Linked DNA regions of Cricetulus griseus: region 1 is linked to region 2. Evidence: chromatin contacts called from public Hi-C data. All regions are on one chromosome and are shown on one strand. Each heading gives the region's core, a stretch centred on a gene start, on an enhancer-like site or on the middle of the called end of the contact. The rest is flanking DNA. Distances are from core to core; before and after follow the strand shown. Region 1 has its middle 17 kb from the start of Spata46. Region 2 has its middle 16 kb from the start of Olfml2b.

The links. A called contact is a pair of places that touch in the nucleus more often than the background predicts.
Region 1: a Hi-C map of liver shows a contact between it and region 2, with 4 times the contacts expected there. The contact joins two enhancer-like sites. A contact is called at or near these places in 7 of 8 Hi-C or Micro-C datasets (the CHK-Q cell line, the CHL-YN cell line, the CHO-K1 cell line and 3 more).

Annotation. Positions count from the first base shown.
Region 1 is chr5:22,535,353-22,538,746 of CriGri-PICRH-1.0, forward strand. No RefSeq gene overlaps it. Among named protein-coding and RNA genes, the nearest start is that of Spata46, 17 kb to the left of the region's middle. Within about 2 kb of position 1,254, at least 1 of the 6 cell types and tissues checked has open chromatin away from gene starts, as enhancers often do.
Region 2 is chr5:22,208,284-22,211,370 of CriGri-PICRH-1.0, forward strand. No RefSeq gene overlaps it. Among named protein-coding and RNA genes, the nearest start is that of Olfml2b, 16 kb to the left of the region's middle. Within about 2 kb of position 1,363, at least 2 of the 6 cell types and tissues checked have open chromatin away from gene starts, as enhancers often do.

The sequences.
Region 1 (3,394 bases), core at 4-2,503, 330 kb after region 2:
TGTCTTTCTCAGTGCATCTGTCTGGGGCAACTTTTCTGGGCCTTGTTAGTCACTGCATAGGGGACTATGCTGATACTCAGTCTAATGCAGGAATGCTAAGCACTGCTGATGCCAGATGGATGCTTGCACCCCGGAGCTCTTATACTCCCCTTTGCCACTCTAGGCATTCATGGGAGCCTAATGGTATTCGCCAAAGCTTCTGTGTAGTCCGGCTATTATCCTTATCAGTTTGCACACATTATCTGGTTTGCTTTTCTCAGAAACACTAAACAGGCAATCTTAGTAAGCCCGTTTTTCAGACACATAGTCTTTTACTATGTTCTGCAAAAGCCACACACATGAGCCCATTAATTCTCATGTCTTGAAAGGAGGTATTTCAACAGCACCAAGAGGGCAGGGTGTGGGGGTGGGGAGGCATGGACCTTACAACTGATGAAAAGCAGAATGAGCCTCAAAGGTCTACATTTTCAGACTGGGGATGGCTCCCCTTCCCTGCCACCCACAGCTCTGTGTGCTTCATCGCACCAGCTACTAAACAAGTTCGAGAACTAGTCATGGCCCCGAAAAATCTTTTTTTAGTTTGACCTTCTCCAACTTTAAATGCAATTTCCCTGAACGCTGGGTATTCATTCAGAATGGGAATTTAGAGACCCTCTCCTCTGCCCCTCACTTTCCAGAGGAGGAAACAGCAGACTGCATTTTAAAACAGTGCCAGGAAGGAGTCTTAGGCAATCCCCACAGTAACCTTTTGCAGTAAGAGTCCTTATCCTTGTTTTCTAGGTATCTCAGATCACAGTCCATGTCCGTCAGTAACATAGCTAGTGTTAGTCTCCCCAAAACATTCATTCTTTAAAAAATAATATTTGTATTTTATGTGCATTGCTGTTCTGCCTGCACGTATATCTCTGTGAGGGTGCTGGATGCCCTGCAACAGAGGAGTTACAGGCAATTGTGAGCTGCCATGTGGTTGCTGGGAATTGAACCTGGTCCTCTGGAAGAGCAGCCAGTGCTCTCAACTACTGAGCCATCTCTCCAGCCCCAAAACATTTATTCTTAAGGGCGTTAGTAAGGATCCACTCTGAAATGCAAGTGCTTCCAGTTGCAGAAGAGTGGCAGGAATCAAGAGGCAGGGGTGCTTAGGCACTTATCTGGTTATCGACCCTGGAGTTATTTAACTAAGTGCTGAGTTCTGCTTGGCAAATACCTGCCAAAGAAATCGTTCCGGTTTTGCAGCTACCATGGTTACTCAACAGTGCTTGACACGACAAACAAAACAAAACAAAACTCCTCATGACATTCGTTTTCTTGATGGCTGGCTGACCCCTTGTGGATCGATTTAGGATTGCAGCATTTCATCCGTTCCATGACAAATATGGCATTAATAAATGCTGCCCTCTGCCTAGAGTTGCTTGCATTTATGCTAAGTTCGTTTGTTTTCACATAAGATAAGAAATTTGGGGGGGGGGAAATAAAGGTGATGACACTTCCTAACTAGACTTTTTAGATGGAGAGAGAAAGTAACAGGGAAGAAAATCTTTGAGTAAAAGTGCAGCACCTGGGATGGTCATGTTCTCTTGTAATGCCTGCATGAGGCAATCTGGAATTTGAGGCCAGCTTGAGCTACCTAGAAAGTTCCAGGGCAGCCTCAGCTACGTAACAATGGCCTGTTGACAGAGACTGAGGGTCTCCAAAAGTTTGAGATCCTGAGAATCAAATGATTTAGAATTTGAAACAAAAACAAAACAGAGAGGAAGAATATTTTTAAAACACTTTACAATTAGAAATTTAAGATCATAAAGACAAACCATTCTTTAAATTTCCAGGGTAAAATTTGCTGTGAAGGAGAATCCAGTTCACATGTTTTCTCGGTAAGATGGCCATGAACAAAGTTAAAGAGGCTGATGATAATGGCTTAGCATTTTTGCTAAACATTGTAAGCTTTTAATCTACTATTTGCTATTTAGTTCAACTATCGTAATGTCAAAAAAGTGTAAAGTCTAAAAGACATTATAAAGCATTCAAGACCAAAGAAGGTTCCACCGCTCAAAGATCAGCTTTAATGAGAGCACTGTAAATTTGCCAGGATACAAGAATCCTTTTTCAGCAAACAAAAGGATTAGTAAGAATAAAATAAATTATTAATAAAAATAAAATATTAGCAAGAATATTAAAGTCAAGAAGATACTGTGTGCTTTGAGATGGCACAAGAAAAAAGAATGGGTAATTGGCTCTGAAGTTTATTGTATAAAGGATACAAAATGAGTGGGCTACATTTTAGATACTACTAGAGAACTATGTGGAATTGGTGATAGTCATACGGAAAATGAGAATTTTCTAAGTTGTAACAATCCATACATGTACCGTATTGTAGAGAAAAGCAGAAATATAAGTCATAATGAGTTAAGTGTAACCAAAACACTCTAATAGCACTTTCGGATGAAAAGAAATAAACTTGATCTACTCAATAAATAGCAGAAAAGGAGGCGGAAAGAAAAACAGAAGGAGAGTAAATAGAAAGAATTAAGTTGCCAGTCTGAGGCTAGCCTGGGCTACATAATGAGTACCAGGCCAACCAGAGCTACAAGACTCTGACTCAAAACAAACATAAGTGAATAGAAAGATAGATAAATAAATTAAATATATAAATAAGGAAATCAGACAATAGCAAATAACAAAGACAATTTAGGTGCTCCCATAGAGAGGAAACTTGTCAATAAAGAATAACAATCTAAAACCAGTAGCAAAAGCAAAAAGAACAACAAAACAAAACTGGGGTTTTGAAAGGACTAAGAATTGATTAATATAAAAGAGAAAGATAGAAATAAAGTATAGAATAATGAGGGAGGTATGTCTGTAGTTGCAAAAGGAGCATTAGAATAATAAAAAGGATATCATGTCAATGAGAATGAAATGTCAATCATTATGGGGGAAGAATGGAAAAATCACTGCAAAAACAAAGAGACAACACTGGCAAAATAATTTAATAAACCAATAATTAGTAATTAGTAATAAAAAGACTTCTGTTAGCCTGATGGTTGTGGCACACGCCTTTAATCCCAGCACCCAGGAGGCAGAGGCAGGGGATCTGTAAGTTCAAAGCCAGACTGGTCTACAGAGCGAGTTTCAGTACAGGCTCAAAATCCACACAGAGAAACCCTGTCTTGAAAAGGTGAAAGAGAGAAAAGAAAGACTCAAATACTAAATTTTGATTTTTTTTTGTTTGCTTGTTTGTTTTTTCTGTTTTTTGTTTTGGTTTGGTTTGGTTTGGTTTGGTTTGGGTTTTTGGTTTTTGGTTTTGGTTTTTTTGAGACAGGGTTGGTGTAGCTCTGGATGTCCTGGAACTCACTCTGTAGAGGATGTTGTTCTTGAACTCATAGACATCCACCTGCCTCTG
Region 2 (3,087 bases), core at 113-2,612:
CTAGATGGATGAGAGGGGTTTGTCAGGGAATAAACACATGTCATGGAGGCTGAGCTGTCCCAGGATATGCCATCTGCAATGTGAAGAACCTATAAAATCCATACCACGGCTCAGTCCAAGTCCAAAGACTTGGAGCCACAGGAGCCAACAATGACTTTCAATTTGAAGTCAAAGGTCTGAGAGCCTGGGGCTCTGATATCAGAGAGAAAGAATGTGGATGCCCCAGCTCTAGAAGCGATCAGAATTCCTCCCTTCCTCTGTTTACTCTATCCAGGCTGAGGACTGGTCTTACTTCTTCAGTTTGTTGTTCCAAATGCCAGTGTCTTCTGGAAATGTCATCACAGAATATCACAAATAATGCTGCATGCTCTTCATGGCTATGAGGGTAATCAATCCTCCTGACTAGCAAAATATAAAATGAATTTTAGCCTAGCTGTTCAATATGTAAGAAATAAACTGACAGGCACCTGCCTCCAAGCCTGGCGACCTGAGTGCCAGGGAACCACATGATAAAGGAGAGGGCCGATTCCTGCAAGTTGTCCTCTAAGCTACAGACACACACACACTCACACACACACACTCACACAAACACTCACAAATACACACTCACACATGCACACTCACATGTGCATACCTACTCTCTCTCTCTCTCTCTCTCTCTCTCTCTCTCTCTCTCACACACACACACACACACACACACACACACACACACACACACACGAATGTGACTTTAATCCCAGTACTCGGGAGGCAGAGGCCTGCGGATCTCTGTGAGATCAAGACCAGCAGGGTCTACGAGAGCTAGTTCCAGGACAGTTTCCAAAGCCACATAGAGAAACCCTGTCTCAAAAAACAAATAACAAACAAACAAACAAACAAACCAAAATGTTCTCATTGAGGATCAAGAATGGCATGAGACACTGAGAAGAACATTGGCTAAGCTGAGACACGGAGACTGGGGGAATCCTAATGTGTTAGAATAGACTTCAGCTCTTAGGAATACTTGGCTAAAGATTCCTGCTCACCCCCCATTTCCTTCACTAAAAGTCATGAGGACTAGGAAGGTAACTCAGCGGTAGAGCGTTTGCCTGAGATATGCCAGGCCTTGGGGACTTCTCCCCCACCGCCGCACTTAAAATAAATATGTAAATCTAGTGTTAGCCTTTGTTATTTTATATATAAACTATATAACATATTTTAATGAAATCTATAATATATACAAAATAGCAAATCACTTCTTATTTTCATATGTTGGTATGAGTTGTTACTTTCAATTAATCCTTACACCCCTGCTATAACCTCTCTAGATGTTATGACTAATCCTAGGTTCAGTGGATCCTTCTCCATCTATGAGTCAAGGCTTTGTTTTCAGAGAGCATTAGTCAGGGATGATGTGACTCTTTGGAGCTGGGTTTTGTGTAGGGTGATAAGTATAAATCTATTTGCATTCTCCTACTTGCAGACATTCAGTTGGCCCAGTACCATTTACTGAAGGTTTTTTCCTTTTCTCCAGTGTGCATTTTTAGCTTCTTTGTAAAACCTTGGATGCCCATAGGTGTTTGGATTTATGTCTGAGTCTTCAATGCGGTTCCGTTGATCAACACATCTGTTTTTATGCCAATACTATGCTGTTTCATGATAGTATCTCTGTAACATAACTTTAAATCTGGATCATCATCCAGCAGTTCTTTGGTTATTTAGGACTGTTTTAGTTATCCTGGGTTTTTTGTTTGTTTTGTTTCGTGTGTGTGTGTGTGTGTGTGTGTGTGTGTGTGTGCGTGTGTGTGTTTCTATGTGAAGTTGAAGTTTTTAGTTTTCAATTTCTGTGAAGAATTGTGATTTTTGATGGAGAGTATACTGAATCTGTACATCGATTTTGGTAAGATGGCCATTTTCACAATATTAATCCTACTGATCCATAACCATGGGTGATCTTTCCATCTTCTACTGTCTTCTTCAATTTCTTCCTTAGGGGTCTTAAAGTTTTATTATACGTACAAGTCTTTCACTTGCTTGGTTAGAGCCATCCCAAGTTTTTTTTTTTTTTTGAGACTATTATGAAAGATGCTCCTTCCTGATTTCTCTGTCAGTATGTTTGTAATTTGTATATAGGAAGCTACTGACTTTTGTAAGTTAATTTTGAAATGGTCAATGTCTGTCTACATGCAGACCTGAGTAGAACCTAAAGATTAAGATAGGAAGGGAACAGACACAATATGAAGACAGAGATGTTAAGCATTTTATCCCATTTTATTCATTCATCTTCAAGCTGTCATGAAGAGCCAGTGTTTTTAGCAAAGGCAGCCTTTATGTTTTGCTAAATATTGTAGCAATTGTTCCAACCATGCATCAGAGGTGTTAACAGCAAGAAGCTGGTGGGAAGCTGGCAATGGATTGATCGTCTGAGTGACCTCCAAAATTAGTGATTTATAAGTCAACTAAGAGCAAATTCAGCTGAGCATGGTGGCTCACACCTGTGACCCCAACACTGGGGAGGCAGAGGATTGGATTGACACAAGTTCCTTGCCAGCTAGGGCTATGTAATGAGAACTGTGTCAAACAAGACAAAACAAAACAAAAGATGCCTGAATGAATGCTGTGGGTTTGTTCTGACAGATCATCTGTCATCTGAGCTGATTGTGGGGCTTACCAAGGACATTTTACGGGATGCCGTTTTTTTTTTTTTTCCTTGGTAATGAGTCCCCTTGCCTGTCTGTCACTTGTATAGTCATGGTGTCTGCACGGTGGAAGAGGCATTCCTGATCTGTAAATGTTATGGCCTTATGGCCTCATCTGTGTTTTAAGACAATGCTGGTGAAATCATGCTTATAATGAGTTTTGCAGTTTTCCCTTTGTGGTGGTCCCTAGCCATCTTGTTTCCAGGTTGTTGAACACATTGATATGCTGGGGTTCACACTCCTGGAGAGGGTATGAAAGCATGACACCCCACATGCCTTGCCCTGCGTGTTGCTCCCATAAGGCATTTCTTTCCTCATGATGTCAGCAAAGCACTTCTGTGAGTTTCTCAGGTCCCTTTAGCAAGTCATAAATGGAAGGTAGGTGGCTAGGGAACCCTCAGTTAGGTAG